6 separate regions of the Mus musculus genome follow, and all the other regions are linked to region 3. The links are chromatin contacts, called in public Hi-C, HiChIP or PLAC-seq and promoter capture Hi-C maps. All regions are on one chromosome and are shown on one strand. The core of a region is the stretch at or near the end of the contact, and the rest is flanking DNA. Distances in the headings are between cores, read along the strand shown. Region 1 has its middle 15 kb from the start of Gm36495. Region 2 overlaps Rock2 (Rho-associated coiled-coil containing protein kinase 2). Region 3 holds the start of Pdia6 (protein disulfide isomerase associated 6). Region 4 has its middle 20 kb from the start of Gm36495. Region 5 has its middle 3.0 kb from the start of Gm36495. Region 6 holds the start of Rock2 (Rho-associated coiled-coil containing protein kinase 2).

The links. Promoter capture Hi-C pulls out the DNA fragments that hold promoters and counts their contacts. A called contact is a pair of places that touch in the nucleus more often than the background predicts. HiChIP or PLAC-seq counts read pairs in DNA pulled down with a chosen protein or histone mark.
Region 1: an H3K4me3 HiChIP or PLAC-seq map of forebrain shows a contact between it and region 3, with 3 times the contacts expected there. The contact joins the enhancer-like site here to the promoter of Pdia6 in region 3. A contact is called at or near these places in 10 of 39 promoter capture datasets (the C10 cell line, cranial neural crest, embryonic stem cells and 6 more), 1 of 15 datasets of contacts at CTCF or cohesin (the NIH/3T3 cell line), 8 of 484 Hi-C or Micro-C datasets (cerebral cortex, cortical neurons, cranial neural crest and 5 more), 7 of 115 datasets of contacts at active chromatin or transcription factors (the 230-238 cell line, bone marrow-derived macrophages, embryonic basal ganglia and 4 more) and 1 of 9 other capture datasets (liver).
Region 2: a promoter capture Hi-C map of the C10 cell line shows a contact between it and region 3, with 5 times the contacts expected there. The contact joins the enhancer-like site here to the promoter of Pdia6 in region 3. A contact is called at or near these places in 12 of 39 promoter capture datasets (the 3T3-L1 cell line, the C10 cell line, the HPC-7 cell line and 6 more), 1 of 15 datasets of contacts at CTCF or cohesin (the NIH/3T3 cell line), 1 of 484 Hi-C or Micro-C datasets (liver), 5 of 115 datasets of contacts at active chromatin or transcription factors (embryonic basal ganglia, embryonic forebrain, embryonic midbrain and 2 more) and 1 of 9 other capture datasets (adipose tissue).
Region 4: a contact with region 3 is called in an HNF4G HiChIP or PLAC-seq map of pancreatic cancer cells. The contact joins the enhancer-like site here to the promoter of Pdia6 in region 3. A contact is called at or near these places in 6 of 39 promoter capture datasets (the C10 cell line, cranial neural crest, frontonasal cranial neural crest and 2 more), 1 of 484 Hi-C or Micro-C datasets (liver), 3 of 115 datasets of contacts at active chromatin or transcription factors (bone marrow-derived macrophages, forebrain and pancreatic cancer cells) and 1 of 9 other capture datasets (pancreatic islet).
Region 5: a Hi-C map of uterus shows a contact between it and region 3, with 2.6 times the contacts expected there. The contact joins the enhancer-like site here to the promoter of Pdia6 in region 3. A contact is called at or near these places in 5 of 39 promoter capture datasets (the C10 cell line, cranial neural crest, maxillary cranial neural crest and 2 more), 1 of 484 Hi-C or Micro-C datasets (uterus), 1 of 115 datasets of contacts at active chromatin or transcription factors (bone marrow-derived macrophages) and 1 of 9 other capture datasets (liver).
Region 6: a Hi-C map of double positive thymocytes shows a contact between it and region 3, with 5 times the contacts expected there. The contact joins the promoter of Rock2 here to the promoter of Pdia6 in region 3. A contact is called at or near these places in 16 of 39 promoter capture datasets (the 3T3-L1 cell line, 3T3-L1-derived adipocytes, the C10 cell line and 11 more), 23 of 484 Hi-C or Micro-C datasets (B cells, CD4 T cells, CD8 T cells and 14 more), 7 of 115 datasets of contacts at active chromatin or transcription factors (astrocytes, effector CD8 T cells, embryonic limb bud and 4 more) and 1 of 9 other capture datasets (liver).

What each region holds. Positions count from the first base shown.
Region 1 is chr12:16,835,078-16,837,777 of GRCm38.p6, reverse strand. No RefSeq gene overlaps it. Among named protein-coding and RNA genes, the nearest start is that of Gm36495, 15 kb to the left of the region's middle. Within about 2 kb of position 1,392, at least 71 of the 459 cell types and tissues checked have an H3K27ac peak or open chromatin away from gene starts, as enhancers often do. A contact at or near this core is called in cerebral cortex, cortical neurons, forebrain and 1 more, where this site is marked.
Region 2 is chr12:16,953,542-16,956,241 of GRCm38.p6, reverse strand. Rock2 (Rho-associated coiled-coil containing protein kinase 2) reads right to left here. Exons shown (of 33, transcript NM_009072.2): 10 at 1,275-1,335; 11 at 561-572. Among named protein-coding and RNA genes, the nearest start is that of Gm22303, 15 kb to the right of the region's middle. Within about 2 kb of position 1,376, at least 10 of the 459 cell types and tissues checked have an H3K27ac peak or open chromatin away from gene starts, as enhancers often do.
Region 3 is chr12:17,265,188-17,267,931 of GRCm38.p6, reverse strand. It overlaps Pdia6 (protein disulfide isomerase associated 6), which reads right to left and starts at 1,343. Exons shown (of 13, transcript NM_027959.4): 1 at 1,281-1,343. The coding sequence starts at 1,299.
Region 4 is chr12:16,869,145-16,871,844 of GRCm38.p6, reverse strand. No RefSeq gene overlaps it. Among named protein-coding and RNA genes, the nearest start is that of Gm36495, 20 kb to the right of the region's middle. Within about 2 kb of position 1,279, at least 212 of the 459 cell types and tissues checked have an H3K27ac peak or open chromatin away from gene starts, as enhancers often do. A contact at or near this core is called in forebrain, liver and pancreatic cancer cells, where this site is marked.
Region 5 is chr12:16,852,596-16,855,336 of GRCm38.p6, reverse strand. No RefSeq gene overlaps it. Among named protein-coding and RNA genes, the nearest start is that of Gm36495, 3.0 kb to the right of the region's middle. Within about 2 kb of position 1,311, at least 56 of the 459 cell types and tissues checked have an H3K27ac peak or open chromatin away from gene starts, as enhancers often do. A contact at or near this core is called in liver and uterus, where this site is marked.
Region 6 is chr12:16,893,401-16,896,251 of GRCm38.p6, reverse strand. It overlaps Rock2 (Rho-associated coiled-coil containing protein kinase 2), which reads right to left and starts at 1,274. Exons shown (of 33, transcript NM_009072.2): 1 at 922-1,274. The coding sequence starts at 1,062.

The sequences.
Region 1 (2,700 bases), core at 143-2,642, 430 kb after region 3:
CACATATTAAGGTCAGAGAACAACTTGGGGTTTTTCCCTTCTACCGTGTAGGTTCTGAGAATCAAATTCAGTTTGTTAGGCTTGGCAACAAACAGCTTTAACTGGTGAGCCATCTTACTGGCCTGGCTTGCCCTGAGTTTTATACACTAGTTTGTTAATGCATTCATTCATCCACTCAATATCGTGATAGACATGGTGATGTGGTACAGTCTCTACACTTCTAGATAGAAGTAATTTTAGGCTTTCTAGATAAGGCCAAGAGACCAAGGCAGACTGAGACCTTATCTCCCCAGAGCTTAAGGAACAGAGGTAATGAGACACAAAGCAAGTACAATACAGGGCTATCCCTGCAGTCCCATAAAATGGATTTTTAAAAAATGGTGAGTTGGGGAATAGCTCAGTAGATGAAGTGCTTGCAACATGAGTGTAAGGAGTTGAGTTCAATCCCCAACACCCGTGCAAAAGGCAGGTACAATCCACTTGTGATCCCAGTGCCAAGGAGGTGGGGACAGCAAGAGCGGATCCTGGAAGCTTGCAAGCTAGATCTCATACCTGCACCTTACAGCCCCAATCAGTGGATACTTGAGGTCCTCCTGCAGTTTCAAGAGAATGCCCACATACGTGCTTTTGCACTCATGTAACTGCTTCACACACTTGTGCACTTGAGCACACACACACCACACAATATATGTATATATATATGCACATATATGTAAAATCTCTCTATATGTGCATATATATACAAAAACACATACATACACATACAACACACAATATATGTACATATGTTTACATGTATGTGTATAAGATCTCTATATATGTGTATATACATACACACATACACACACTACACACACTATATATATATATATACACATATATACATATATAATCTCTGTAATACACATAGACCCCAAATTCACTAAAAGCAAAATAGTATTGATTTTAACATTTTGTGCCTGGTGTATTTGATGTTTTCATTTGTACAGCAAGACAAAATGAAAACTACGGACATTTTGTGTAAAACAGAATTCGGCTCTGCACTGGGGCATTTTATTTTTCCTTCTATATGTTCAGCTCATCTATTTGATGCTGATGGAAGGAATGCTGTCAATGTTTGTATAGCCCAGGTTGCGGTTACATGAGGGTGTAGCTCATGATCCTCACAGGAAAGGGAGGGCCATTAGGAAACAGAAACTCTCTCTTTCAGATTTGTCCATTGTGTGTAGCGGTGATAGAAATTTCTAGAAGAGAGTTCTGATATCACTGCCAAGTTGTAGCTGCATAAACATATGTCAAACAAGCTGTTTTCCAGGAGACAGCTCATTCCTTGGTGTCACTGTGCACAGTGAGCTACTAAAGATACCACAGGGCTCAGTGCTGACGTCAAGCGGATATGAGACGCTCCGCAGCTGATTGCTACGCGTCCCAAATTGGAAACATGAGCTTGCCCACAGAAGACGTTCCAACTCGGCTTGACAAATGAATCCTCAACTGTTCCTCATGGTCATTTGTTTTAAAAAGCTCAAGTGACTGTTCATTATCCCAGCTGCTGTGTTAGGTAGCTTCTCAGAGGAAAACAAAACACAAAAATAACCCCTACCTCCCCTCCCTGCAGACAAAGAACAGTATCACTAACCTTTCCTAATGCTGGCCAGAAAGGATCAAGTGCAAAAGGGACAAGAGGGTCCATCGATGACAAAGAGAGGATGTTTCCCATAAAAAAGTGGTGGTGTTGGTTATTTTTAGACCAAACTGCAATGAATGACATATGCACAGAATGCCCTCTGGGGCTCACCCCTCACCCCCTCATGTTAATTTCTGTCCTTCTTTAGCCTTTGCCCCAATTACTTTAACATTTTTTTCTTTTTGGTTTATTTATTTACATTTCAAATGTCCCCTTCCTGGTCTCACCTTTGTAACTGACCCCCCCCATTCCATCCCTCCTTGCTTTAACTTTTAAAAAACAAAACTGTATTATAGTATATTTTCACAAGGTCCTGAGAATCCTACCTTCTGAGATGCTGTTAAATATTAATCCATAAAAATACCATATTTCAAGCATTAATGATGACTTTGTACGTTCTTGGTGGCAGTCTTTCTTTGTGGTCTCAGGGATCGAACCTAAGACCTCATATATATGAGACAAGTGCTCTACCAATGAGCTGCCTGCCTCTGAGCTGTGGCATATTACTTTCTGTGATTCACTCAAAACATGTCAAATCAAGTGCTCTTGTTCAGAATTAATGCTAATACATGAGCATTCCAGACTCCTGAAGTCAAGCTGTCAGTCAGTGGTGGTCAACTCTGGGTCTCAACCATGGGAAACACAGATTTCTGACGGTCTTAGGAACTGAGACACCTATCAGCAGCAACATTATGTTATAAATTGTTGGTAACAAAGATAAATTTATGGTTGGGGGTTCCTAAGACCATTGATACATCTCTTCTTGTCACCTGTCCTCACCGTACCTAACCTGTACCCACAGTACTGGTTAAAGGATGGAAAAGTGGTCAGAGGAGTGGGCTGGGTGGCACAGGCATCCCAGTTAGAGATCATATCCATCCCCGCTCATGAAGCACTTGTCGGAAAATTAAGACTCCCTCTAAGGGGTTATAACTCCAACCTGACTAGAGGTCAGTTTTCCAAGGGCATGAGTGTGGGCTTGTGGATTACACTGCCTGCTTGGGAGTGCACAC
Region 2 (2,700 bases), core at 127-2,626, 310 kb after region 3:
CAAAGCAAGTCATTTCCAAAACAAAATAAAACACCAACCAACCAACCAACCAACTAAAACAAAACAACAACAAAATCAAGTGTGAATCTCTAACTCCAGTGCTTGGGGTGGGGGTGGGGAGTTTGGTGGAAAATATGGCAGAGACAAGCAGATCCCTGGGGCTTGCTGGTCATCCAATCTGACTTATCTTTGAGTTCCAGGTACAATTGAGACACTTTCTGAAAGGAGGGAAGGGGAGGGGAGAAAAAACTATATATATATATATATATTTTTTTTTTAAAGAAAATACAGACTAATGAGCTTGTCAAGGTAAGTACTTTGGTTGTTTGATTGCTGTAATATTCTGAACATACTGTTACATGTCCTTGATAAATAAAGACAAAAATATTACATAACTCATATTTTAAACAACAGACTCATAAGAAAAATAATAAAAGGGTACTTGGTAGGAAAAAGGATGGGAAGTCTCTTGGGTAGGTGCAGTACTCCAAATGGGAAGCAGACTATGACTAGATTAAAACATGACTTTTTCCTCCTTTTCGGTGTATTTGATAACGTACCTCCTGACTTTCCTATTCAGAAAAAGGAAGGAAAGAAAACATTTCAATGCTTGTTATATTTTATAAAAGTCTCATATAAAAGACACATAAAAGTACTTATAAAAGACATACAATGTATACCATTCCAAAATTACCTAACAGGTTTTTCTACCTTTCATTACATGTGAAGAAATATTTACATATGATTTAGCTTTGTATGTAGTCACAAATTATTTTAATGCTTTGAGTCACTGTTCTTTATATACACTCGTAAACAGGAACTCAGAATTTTAACCTCTCCCCTAGTTATGTGCCCCATTGCTTATACTCTTTTACCACACTAAGATCATAATGTCTTCTAGCTGGAATTACAGCTAGTTTTAAATCTATCATTCCTAATAATGAATGAAGCTAAAAGCACATATTCGCATAAGGAGTATCAAGTGAGCTTTTAAAATCACTGGTATGATGGCGCTGGAAACATGGTCCAGTAGTTAAGAGCACTGGTCTACAGATGATCTAGATTCAGTTCCCAAAATCAACTTGGTGGAACCGACTACAAGTCCAGAGGCTCCAACCCTCCCTTCTGACCTCCACAACACTGCATGCACTTGATGAACAGATATTAATACAAGCAAAACACTTGTACACAAAAATAATTAAAAATCAAAATAGTGGTGTAAGTATTTGAACATGTTACTAAAGTAAATAAAACAGTAAAAAATGTATACATACTTCACTTTTCCTTGTTTGTATTGCATCATTTTCTCTACAAGGTGGAGAGTCACTTAATAACCTGGAAGGACAGAAGGAGAGATTCTTTTCATTACACTTTAATCCATTTAATCACATTAATCAAGCTACTTTCAGACCATGAGCATTCTAAGTGAAGCACTAATTCTGCTCTCTGCCTCTCCAAAGAAACCAGTCTTAACTATGTTAGGACTAGACTCACAACACAGACCTCTTCATCCCACTTGAGCTTCTATAATGACTATATTCTATAATTTCTTTTAGAAAGGAACAGCTCTTCTTCTTTTTGCAAAGATAACATATGAGTTTGGTATCATAATTTAAATAACTCAGTAATCTTTCCCCCCCCGAGACAGGGTTTGTGTAGGCCTGGCTTTCCTGGAACTTGCTCTGTAGACCAGGCTGGCCTCAAAGTAACAGATATTCATCCTGCCTCTGCCTCCCGAGTGCTGGGTTAAAGGCGTGTGCTGCCACCACCCAGTGAAACTTTACATTTTTTTACACTCAAGTTATTGTGTGTGTTCATGTACACAAACACCAGGAGATACATGTAGACATCAGAGGACAATCTGTGGGAGTCGGTCTTCTCTTTTCACCATGTGAGTCATCAGGCTTGGCAGCAAAGCCCCTATCTACTAAGCCATCTTCTTAGCCCCTAAGTCATCTTTTTGATATAACTGTCAATTTCTCTTTCAGTTTTGTCCTTCCCACCATCTATAAACATGGATAAGTTTCCTTTATCCCTGACACTTTTTAAAAAAAACACATACTGTTTAATTGATGCCTAAATGTTAGTCTGTGCACCACATGCATGCTTGCTGTCCATGGAGGCCAGAAGAGTGCTTCGGATCTCCTGGAACTGGAATTACAGATGGTGGTGAGCTGTCATGTGGGTGCTGGAAATCAAACCTGGGTCCCCCAGAAGAGCAGCCAGGGCTCTTAAACACTGAGACATCTCTCCAGTCCAATACCCTTATTTTATTCAGAACTCAAAATAGGTTTAGAATATTATAATTTAAGGAAGGTGACTAATCCAACTTCACTTGCCTAAGATTTTCCTGGTTTTGTTATCTCATCCTAGGAAACACCTAAACCTGGAGAGATTGGGACAGCTGGTCACTCTCATCATGATATGTGAGTGTACCAAGAAGTTTCTCAAACACTTATAACATTTGATTCCAATATTTAACAGTTTTCAGTGGCTTCTCCTTGCTTACCAGTCAAAACTCCCTCAGAAGAACATCCACTGTGATAATCTGTTTAAAGGCAAATCACATTCTACCTTTCTTTATAATTCTGTGATTCTCTTATATTCTTCATGAGATAATAAACTCCATCAAAGTCAAGTATTTGTTCTTACTGCATATCTTCAAAAGAATATAGGACAGTGCCTTTCAATCATTTGTAA
Region 3 (2,744 bases), core at 94-2,593:
AGCTCTCAAGGAACTAGGCAAAGTGTAAAGACAGAAGTCTTACTATATCAGCCATGGAAGAGGAATGCCTTCCTGAGGCATGGAGCCTCCATCCCTGTGGGAGCCTGCAGAGAACATGTTGCTCCCCTGATGCCCTAATGGCCAAGAGAAGTGGAACCACCCAGTTCTGCCTCAGCCTACCAACTGATGGCTCTAAGATGATCTAACAGGGTTAGGAAGAATCAAATACACTGTTCCTTGCACTTGCTCTCCAAGCAACAGCCCCACCCCCACCCGGGGTGGTGGTGGTGGTTTACTATGGCTGAATAGGTCAATGCTGACCCATCAAATCCTGCTTCTAAAATTCACATGGCCACTCTACACAGTGATAATGAGCACCACCGGGAAAAAAAGAACTCCCAGGGTCCACAATCTATGCGTGCAGATGGTTTTGCCATCTGTGGCTTCCCATTCAATCTCTGTAGCAGTTAAGGGTGTTATAAATTCACACCAGTAACATTTCTGCCTGGCAGCCGCTGGCAGCAGGGTAGCCAAAAAAAAGGCTGACTACCTTATTAAAATAATGAGTTAATTGATAGAATCACTTTTTCACAGGCACTCACTGGAAAACCAAAGATTAAATCTTTCCCTCTCATCTGCTCTCTACAGTAACCCAGAAAGTAGTATTTTTCTTGCTTACTCTCTTTAAATATGTACTATAGCTCATGGGGCGAACACGGTTGAAAAAAGCTGGCAGAGCAGTGAGAAAATATGCTCCGGGTCTCAACTAGTAAATGGAGGGAGAAGTGGTGTAGGGATCCACCTCCCTCTCCTACTTTCTAGCCAGGATCAGCTGAGTTAACTAATGTCAAAAACTATAGGCCCATTTACAAGGACAGCCGGGAGATGAGGGCCCCTCAGATTCGCCCACGAGTCGCTAAACATCATTCCCGGACACCTGGGTGGACGACCAAAGGCATTTTAAGTGCTCAGGAGTTGTGAGGCCTTGGTCAGTGGGCACTGCCCACTTCTAAGACACCTTCGGGACAGGCCTCTGCTATCTGCCTATAAAAGTGAAGGCTGAGCTGGACCGGAGGCGGACCGCACTCGTGGGGAGCAGAGGCTGCAAGTCTCCGACTCCCCGGGGCCTCCCGTAGTGGGCCCGACCTGGCCTCTCCCACCCAGCTCGCCGCGAAGTCCCCAGGCAGGCCCGGCAACTCGTCCCTCCACTCGGCCCTGCTTCGCGGCCCCGGCCCTTCAGGCTGCCTCCGACCGGCTTCCCACCACAGGCCCGCGCTTACCGAGCACCAGGCGAGCCATGCCGATCACCCGCATTCTGTCCGTGCCGCCGCTGCCTCGGCTCTGCCGCGCCCACGTCCCGCCCTCGGCTTCTAGCGGGCGGTGCGCCGGCGCGCGGAGGCGGGCCGGAAGGGCTCGCCACGCCGTGGCCGCCTTTCATTGGTCTCTGTGGACTTCGCTCATGTGCGTGGCCAATTGAAAGCGGCCGGGTAGAGGTTACCGGTTTGTTTTTTTTTCCTCGGGGGTGGGGGCGAGCGGAGTAGCGGAGCGGGGCGGGGCAGGGCGAGGATGGGCGGGGAATGAAGGGGCGGGGTCAGGGGACCTCCGGCCCTGTTCCTGCGGGGTACCCCTTGTTCCCCTAATTTTTTTCTGAGTTAACTGAAACAAAACAAAAAACCCAGGACTAAGGGGTCCTCATTTCTTCCTGGCTTTCATTCTTTTTCCTCTTTGCCTCTCTCGTGGCCCCTTCCAGCTCTCATTCCTTGAACTGTCCCTTTATGTCGGGAGAATAGTCCTAAGACTTCAGTGTGTTTGGGACCTTATTTATTCTTTTGTTCGCGGACTCAGCATTCAGTGAAAACCATTTGCCAAACTTATTCTGTATATAGTATCATTCCAAACTTTATTTTGTTAAATTGATTGCAAAGCCTTGTTCACTCATGTGCCCCTAGACCCTCAGAGTATAAACTGCGGGGTTTATCGTTCTTGGCTCTGGGGGTGAGGGCTAAAATGTATTGCTTTGCAATATTTACAAAGGTGTTTAAGGCTAACAGAGTGAGACACAATAGAAAAATAATGGCAGGGGATGCCTTTCTGTTGGTGTGCTTGAGTAACATGCGTGAAGCCCTGGCTAGGATCCCTAGCACCACAGAAACACAGCATGGTGACTATGGTGGCTAGTTTTATGGCAACTTGACTCAAGCTAGAGGAAACCTCAAAAACAACAAAAAAAAAAGCTTCTATAAGATCCAACAGTAGGACATTTTCTCAATTAGTGATTGAAAGGGCCCAGCCCATTGTGAGTGGTGCGGTCCCCGGACTTGCGGTCCTAGGTTCTATAAGAAAGCAGGTTGAGGGTAAGTCCTGAGCAGCGCGTCAGTAAGCCACATCTCTCCGTGGCCTCTACTTCAGCTCCTGCCTCCGGGTTCCCATCCTGTTTGCCTTCCTGCCCTGACTTTCTTGAATAATCAACATGGAAGGATAAACCAAACCCTTTCCTCCCCAAGTTGCTTTGGTCATGGTGTTTCATCACAGCTACAGTAACCCCAACTAAGACAGTAACACACCTGTAGTGCCAGCGCTAAAGAAAAGGAAGCAAGAGAATTAGGGGTTCAAGGCCAGCTTTGGCGACACAGTCAGTTTGTGGCCAGCCTGGACTACATGAGATCCTGTCTAAATTTTTTAAATGCTAATAAAAATTTTAACAACAATAATAGCTTCTTTTTACTGAATGACAAAACAACGCT
Region 4 (2,700 bases), core at 30-2,529, 400 kb after region 3:
TTTCTCAAGCCAAAAGAGGTCACAGAGAAATGCCCGTCAGGGGTTGAGTGTATTGTCCAGTGGCTTGATCCCAGCACCACAAAACATAAAACAAAGTTGTATGACGTTTCTGTTCTTATCTTATCTTATCTTATCTTATCTATCTATCTAAATGCACATGAAGTTTAGAGAACAACTTTCTGGAGTTGGTGTTCTCCTCCTACCATATGGGGCCCAGCGATTGAACTCAGGCTGTCAGGCTTGGTGGATGACACCTTTGCTCACTGAGCTATCTTGCTTACCTATGATTCCTTTGTATGCTTGTGTGTGTGTGTGTGTGTGTGTGTGTGTGTGTGTGTGTGTGTGTGTGTGTGTTTATATACACACATGTGGATTTATATACAGGTAGATGTGGAGGATAGCAGGCAATCTCTGTTGTCATTCCTCGGGACTGTCTACCTATCTTTTTTGAGGCAGAGTCTCTCTTTGGTCTAGAGCTCCCCAGTCAGGCTGACTCTCCATCTCCCCAGTGCTGGATTACAAGGATAAACCCCCAAGTGTGGCTTTTATTTTTAAATGTGGGTTCTGGGCCTCATGATTGTAAAGCAAGCACTTTACCAAGGAGCTATCACCCCAGGATGAATAGCATAGGCTCTGTGTGTGGCCAGTGATAGCTAACCCAGCCCTCCATTCAAGACCGGGAATGCTTCTGGAAGGAGAGGACTCAGATAGTTTACTTGGGGCTCTGGGTTCCACCTCCAGCTCCACCATTTGAAAACAAAAAGATGTCAGTTGGTCAGGAGGAACCCACTGCTTGCAGAGTGCTTTCTCTTTCCTTTTGTATCACTGTGCCCCCAGTGGACTCAACAGCTGCAGGCCCGAAGAAGGCGGATTTCCCCCACTAAGTAAACAAGCAGGACCTGGGTGGAGACTGTTTGAAAATGATTTGGTTTAAAGTTAATCCGGGCCACTTCCCCCAGGGATCTTTGACCAACACGACATCTTTGGAGTTCACTCAGATGCCATATTGTGGTAACATTCCACCAATTTGAACCAAAGGCGATGTGACGTAGTGGAAAACTGGCCTGGATGAGAAGCTAGCCCTACCCTGGCCCCAGGGGTTTCTCTGAAGGCAAGGCCAGGCCCTCCCCTCACCCTGGCAGCCACTGGCCCTGGGGCCTGGGCCCCTTCCTGCAGCTCCCTCTCTCTAAAGTGCTTCCTCTAGCAGGCTCACTGAGGGCTCTGTGGCATTTCTGGAATGTCCTTCCTCCCAGCTCTGCTCTGCTCCCCGCTTTAGCAGGAAGGCTGGGAAATAAAGAGGCCCATTTAAGCCTCCCAGGGCCAAGAGAGCACATCTCATAGCTGAGTATTTATGACTGTTACTGTTGCAGAGACGACCTGTGAATTGCCTGGCACCCCTCCATGGTGTGGAAGTGGAGTTGGCACCCTCTGCACTTGGCTGGAGGGTGCGTGGCTGTCCTGGGCAAGGCTATGCAGAGCTCGTATCTCTTCCTGCAACTACTGGGGCTCTGAGGGGTTTCCAGAAGTAACCAGCGCCCAAGATCCCAAGAGGAATCCAAGTGCTATGGACCAACAGCTAGTCTCTCTTAAAACAGAGGGGTAGGTGTTACCATGGGAACGATAAAGCATAGCAGCAACTCTGCTATGTGAAAGCAGACCTTTCTAGAGGAATGTGGATGTCTGTGCCCCGACTCCATTGCCTTCACGTTCCTGTGCATGCCATTTGTTCTCGGGTAGAGGCCAAGGGACACCCTCAGTTGTTTGTCAAGCACTGTCCACCTTGGTTTTTTGAGATAGACTCTCATTGGCCTGGAGCTTGCCAAGCAGGTTAGACTGACCAGGCAGCAGGCAGACTCCAGGAGTCTCTCTGTCTCTGCCTCTTCAGCACTGGGATTACAAGCATGAAATACCGTGCCTAGATTGTTAGTTTATTAATTGAACCCGGGTCTTCATGCTTTTATGGAAAGCACCTTACCAAGTGAGACATTTTCCCCAGCCCTTATTCCCTTAATTCAAAACCAGCCCCACCCACTCCCCCTCTCTCTCCCCTTTAGCAAACTGGACCAGAGATGGAGCCAAGCTCGCTAATCAGCCGCTTGTTATTGACTGTTGATTTGTGATTTGTTTCTTCACTTCTTCCAGGCCCTTGAGAGAGGAAGCTGGTCAAGCCAGGCATGGCCAGCTAAGCTGGCCAGATGTGAACACGCCTTGGGAGCCTGTCTGCAAGAGCTCACAGTGACCCCCAGACTCCAGAGAACTTCTGACAGTTTCCCTGTTTCTTGTTCCAGTCACTCTTGAGGCTCTTGGGTTCCTGATATGTACACTGCTATCTTTTTGAAACAGCATGTTCTCTTGGGGCTTAAATTTATGTAACATAATACCCTATTAGAATTCTAAGAAGGAAAAAAAATTTTAATGGGAATTTCTAGCAACAGCTATGTGGAGGGACAAAGAAAGGTCGCTGTGGGCCAGATCCTGAGTGGCCTTACTGTGACAGTGAACAAGCTTTGACTTGTACAGCCAGCCCCTCCCGGTGGTCTGCAGAGCTTGGGGAATACAGAATCCATTTGCAGGGTGGCTCAAAGATCTCCTAGAAGGAAGTCTTCCCTATTGCAGTGCCCCACCCCCAAATACTGAGAGACAGGAACAGCTATTGAGGCTCAGCTTGCCCAAACCAGGCAGGACACTCGCATTCCAAAG
Region 5 (2,741 bases), core at 62-2,561, 410 kb after region 3:
GAAGTAACTTCTGGTCCCCCTGCCTTTGTTTCTGGAGTGCTAGGATTATAGTCGGTGCCACCATGCCTGTTTTTGTTTTTTTTTAATAGAATCCAGAGCCTTACACATACAAGACAAAAACCCCATTCCTACATCTCCAGCCCCTAGACCTTTTTTCTGGGAGATGCAGGCAAGAATTCTAAGACCACCTGTAGTCTACTCCAATAGAATGATGGGACAGTTAAGGATATGCCTGATAAAACCAGACTGTCTGGGTTCAAGTCCTGACTTAGGACATGCTGCTATGGAGATGGGGCAAACTGGCTCTCCCTAATTCAGTTCCTTCAGAAGCAAGGTTGGGTTAACAATAGTGTGTATCTCTTAAGGTTCTCACAGTGATTAAATGAGATACACTTCCAGTGTCCACCAGCACATGGTAACACCAACTGCTGGCCAGAATTATCACAGTCTCTATCATTTACAAAAGAGATTTTAACATTGGTGAAACAATATACAACTTTAGCCAAGATGGGAATTCTCAAACTGTATCCACTTTGCTTTTGAAAAAAGCTACCTTAATATCCTCATTGATAGGCTTTTAAAATAATTTCTTTTTATTGAACATGTGTTTATATTTGATTATTTGTAGTTTATTTCATGTGTCTGGGTGCTTTGCTTGTATATATGTCCATATACCTTGCACATGCTATGGATATCAGAGGAGAACATCGGATCTCCTGGAACTGGAGTTACAGGTGAATGGTTTTGAGTCCCCAAATGAGTTCTGAGAATCAAACATTGGTCCTCTGGAAGAGCATAAAGTACTCTTAACTGCTGAGTCATTTCTCCAGCCCCTTGTTATATTTTAATATGTTTGTGTACATATGTGGGTATGTGCAAGTGTGTGCCAGTACCATTGAAGGCCAGAAGAGAGCATCAGGTCCCTGGGGCTAGAGTTACAGGTGATTGTGGGCCACCTGATACAGATGCTGGGAACTGAACTCAGGTCTTCTACAACAGCAGTACATGTACTTAATCGTGGAGCCATGTCTCTAGCCCTTTGTCGCCATTTTCATCTTCACTGTCCTTGTCAGGGTCACCCCTTTAAGAGTCACAGCCTTCAGTGACATTTAGGTCCTCTTTGCTCCCAGAGGCAATGCTTTTATGATTTTACTTTATTACTTTCAAAATATATTTTGTTTGCTGTACTGGGGATTGAATCTGTGGGCTTACACAGGTTAGGCAATGCTTTGTAATTCTCAAGAGCCCTGATCAACAAAAGGAGTGTCCACAGGCCCAACGCCAAAGATGAGTGGTCAGTTAGGGCCCTTGGCAGCAAGCCTGAACCTGGGTGTGGCCTTGGCTCAACACAGTCAAGCCATTTCTTTGCAAAGCTGAGCTGTTTCAGGAGCGCGGAAGTGCAGACATGAAATCCTACCGCTGTCTGCCGTTGCCTCTCTTGATCATGTGGGAGCCACACCAGTGTTTCACTGGGGTCCTACTCTGGGATGCAGAACTCCTGGCTGCACCTGTCATGTGCTCCTCCTGAAGAAGCTGTCTGTTTGAGTCACTTGATTCTGGTTTGTGTCTCTCTACCGCAGCCTCCCTGTGTGGGCTGTGGCAGAGCGGGATGCTCCAGCCCCCTCTTGGCAGAGGCTGTCTCATCAAGGACTCCTTGCGAGATCCCTTTTGGCTTTTCCTATGGGAATTTGTAGAGTAGGAAGGAGTAAAGGGAGAGTCCACACACAGCCTGGCAGTCCTGACGCCTGGAGATCCCAGAATCTAGCAGAAAACCACCCAGACTCAGAGTGAGTCAGCAACTTAACTCTAGCCCTTGACTTCAGTGAACCGGGGCAATCAATCGCTCTACCTTCCAAACCACAAGATTTTCAGGAATGATTCCAGGTTCAGTGAGGCCTGAAGTTAGTCAGTGTGGAGGGATCTTTAATCGAAAGACGAGACACATTTGTAATACAACATTAAAGGGATTTCTTTGGGGAAGGGCAAGTACTGTTAGACAAGTACTCTCTACCAGGAGGCTACATCCCAATCCTGACAGGAGTATTTTCTAAGGGGACATCACAACAGATTGCAGTTACAGCATAAAGAGAAAATCCGGGATCAATGAGATGGCTCAGCAGGAGCAAGCGTTAGGACCTAAGTTCGATCCCTGGAACCTCCAGAAAGTCACATGTGGTAGGTTATGTCTGTAATCCCTGCACTCCTACTATGAGATGGGAGGAGGGAGGCTGGAGAATCTCCTGGAAGCTTTTAGGTCTAGCCTGGAATACTCAGAGCAGCAGAAAGAATATGAGAGATAGTTCCCTCAGAACCAAGGTGGGAGGTGACAATGGACTCTGAAAGATTGTCCTCAAGTCTCCACGTGCACACCATGGTGCTCACGGACTCTTCAGCTAGCCTCTCTCACCCAGCAGTAAATGAAAAAATGATAAAAAAAAAAACAGATCCAAAATAAACAACCATGTTTATAACCATCTTACATGACTATTTTTAAAAGTGCTTTTTTAGATAATGATGATAATAATTATTATTGTTGTTATTGAGACAAGATGCCACTAAATAACTCTGACTGGTCTGGAATTTGCTATGTAGAACAGCCTCAGACTTACAGCGATCCCCAGCTGCTGCCTCCTGAGTTTGGAAATTAAAGGTATGTGCCAATATCAGGCTATTATTGTGTGTGTGTGTGTGTGTGTGTGTGTGTGTGTGTACACTCACTTGTGTTTTAGTGCCTACAAAGT
Region 6 (2,851 bases), core at 25-2,524, 370 kb after region 3:
CACAGAGTCACTAGGCTTCTCCTAGCAGAGCTCAGGTCTGACATGCTTTTTGGCACAGAATGCCTGATCACCCACCCTAAGTCTAGACCTCCAAAGCTAATAGCCGGAGTATCTTTTTTTTTTCCGACTTCTCCTCAGGGTACACGTTCACACCACTTTTTCCCATAAATGCAACTCTAGGTGCACACTAATCAAATTCGTTTGCCAAGCATAATCGCTTCCCTCAACACGACCAGAAGTATACCAGCATTCTACATGGCATTTATTGTAAATCGTGTTCTTTTCTTAACCGAGCTCCAGTTAGCTGCCTTTTCCAAGGCTCTTAATTTGGATTTTGAATGCTATGGGAAAGACAAGATGAAGGGGAGAGATTTATCCCATTCTACAATTCAGACTCATTTCTTGGCTTCAGAGCAACAATCTCCGGAAATTTAATTTACATAAATTCAAATGTACTAAATAGCTACTATGGAATGTCCAAGAGCAACTGAAAGCAGCAAACTTGAGCTAGCTGTGCGTTCCCAGCTTCCTGACGAGCTCTTTGTCGTGTGCCCCCGGTGGTACTCCCAATAGGAAGAGCGTCGGGTTTCTTTCTCCCTGGGTTTTCACCCTAGCTCCCACACTGCGTGACACTTTCAAATTGGGTAGCCCAGTGTAGGAAGCACAGCCAATCCTCCACCTTTCCGCCCCAAACCAACTGGGTAGGCGGGAAGGAGACCAGGGGTGTTTCCTCCCTGCGCGCTCCAAGAACGGGGGCGGCCGAGATGACACTCGCTCGGCAGGGAGGTGGACCCGAGAATCCCAGGTGGGGTCTCCACTCTGGAACCTGGGTCTCCAGCTCCCCGGGCAGCCGGAAGCGGGGCGGGTGGGCCGAGGGGGGACCAGGCAGGGCGGGGAGTTCCCTCCCTAGCCCGCACCTACCAGCAGACTCTCCACGTTGATGGGCGAGCGAGGGTCTCGGATGAGCGCCTCCAGCTTCCTCTGACGGCCGGCGCCCGCCCCGTCCCCCGGCGCGGTCTCGGGGGCGCCGGGCATTTTCCCCGTCGGCGGGGGCCGGCTCATGCCGCTTCGCCGGGCCTAGCGCCGCCCGCGGAACCTCCGCCCCGGCACGCCGCGCGCCGCTGTCTGAGGAGCCGCCCGGCCCGGCCGGGAGCAGCGAGGCACACGGCGTCCCCGCCCCTCAGCCGCACGCGCGCCGCCCGGCCCGTAGCGAGCTCGCCAGGACCCGGCGGGCGGGAGCGGGGAAGGGGCGCCCGCGCCGCACCACCCCGCCCTCGGGGCTCAGGCCGCTAGGGCCGTCGCCCGTCCACCCGCATATCGCCGCCGGCCGCCTCGCGCGCCCACACGCCCGCTCCCCTCACACGCAGTCGGAGCCGCGTCCCTACTCGGCCGCGCGCCGCCGCTACCCACAAGCCCCTCCGCCCGCGGTCGGCTGCGCGCGGCCCGGCCCCGCCCCGCCCACCCCGGCGCGGCCCCGCGGCACGCCCCGCCCCTGGCCTCCGGCCACGCCCCGCCACCGGGCTGAGCAGCCAGGCTTCTTTTCCGTTCCCGCCGCCTGGCTAGTCTCCCTGCCTCGTCGGGCCGGTTCGCGGGACTGGGAGGCGGGACGGATGGCAGCGCGGTGCCCCGTGGTCCCCGTCGTGTGTCCCACGTCGCCGGCCGGACCCAGAGGCCTAGTTGACGTCCGCGCCCCCCGCCCGCTGTGTCCCGCTGACTCAGCGCGCAGCTATGCAAGCCGCGCCGAACTGCTGCGCCCCGGGTCAGCGCCCTTCCCAGGCCTGGTGCGCCTGAGGCCTGCGCCTGGGGCTCCCAGGGGGCGGGGAGGCCGCGCCCCTAGCCCGCGCTAAGAGTGTGGGACTCGTTTGAATCCTGTTGAGTCCCGGAGCTGGGAGGCCTGGAGGAGTTGTTTCTGCCTCCGGGTCATAAATCCTAAACTCTCAGAAACCTTTGTGCCCTTCCCTGACCAAGGTGCCCGCCTGGCCTTAGACCTTAGACACTGGCCAGGCGGAGGGAACAGGAGGCAATAAGGAAGCGCTTCTGCATCCGCGGGGCCCTTGCTTTTGGAGAGTGAAAGAGAGGGGCTGCTTCTCCGCATTCCTGCCCTCTCCTTGCCCCCTAGCCATTGGTCAGATCCTCTCAGGGCGCAATCGGAAAACTATGTGCCAAGAGCTATAAAACTGTTCACAGAGCCCCTTTGACCCAGTAAGGCCATTTAAGGAAGTCCAAGTGTAAGGAAATGATCCGAAAAGAGGAGGACTTTGCGTGGAGATGTTTACAGCAGGGCTATTCAGAATGTTCGCAATGACCAAAACCCTGGGAGTGGACCCAATCTTCCAGCAGCTGAATAATCCAAACAAGCTCTTGTCATATTCACGGGAAGAATCCTACGGGTATTGCAAGCCGGTTGAGACTAGGGAAAATTTACCGGAAGTGAAAAAATGCAAAGGGGATTATGAACACTTTGAAATGAGCAGCTAAACAAGTGAGAGAACACACTTGCTCCTAACTGAATGGGATTTTCCCCCCACTTCTAAAGATGTCAAGTAGGGTGGTGGCCTCATAGGTCTTTAATGCCAGCTCTGGGGAGAGACAGAGGCAGGAGGGTTTGAGGCTAACCTAAGTCTAGAGAATGAGTCCCAGGACAACCAGAGCTACACAGAGAAAACTTGTCTTGAAAACAACAACAAAAAAATGCTAAAAAGCATATTGAATTTTTAAATTTGAAAACTTGTACTTATGGAAGCTAGAGTGTAATGCCCCTGAATAGTGAACTGTAGAGCTCCCTGGGGTGTCAAGGTAAATATGCAGGTAGGCTACAGCCCTGGCCTGGCCAAAATTGCATGCACTTCAC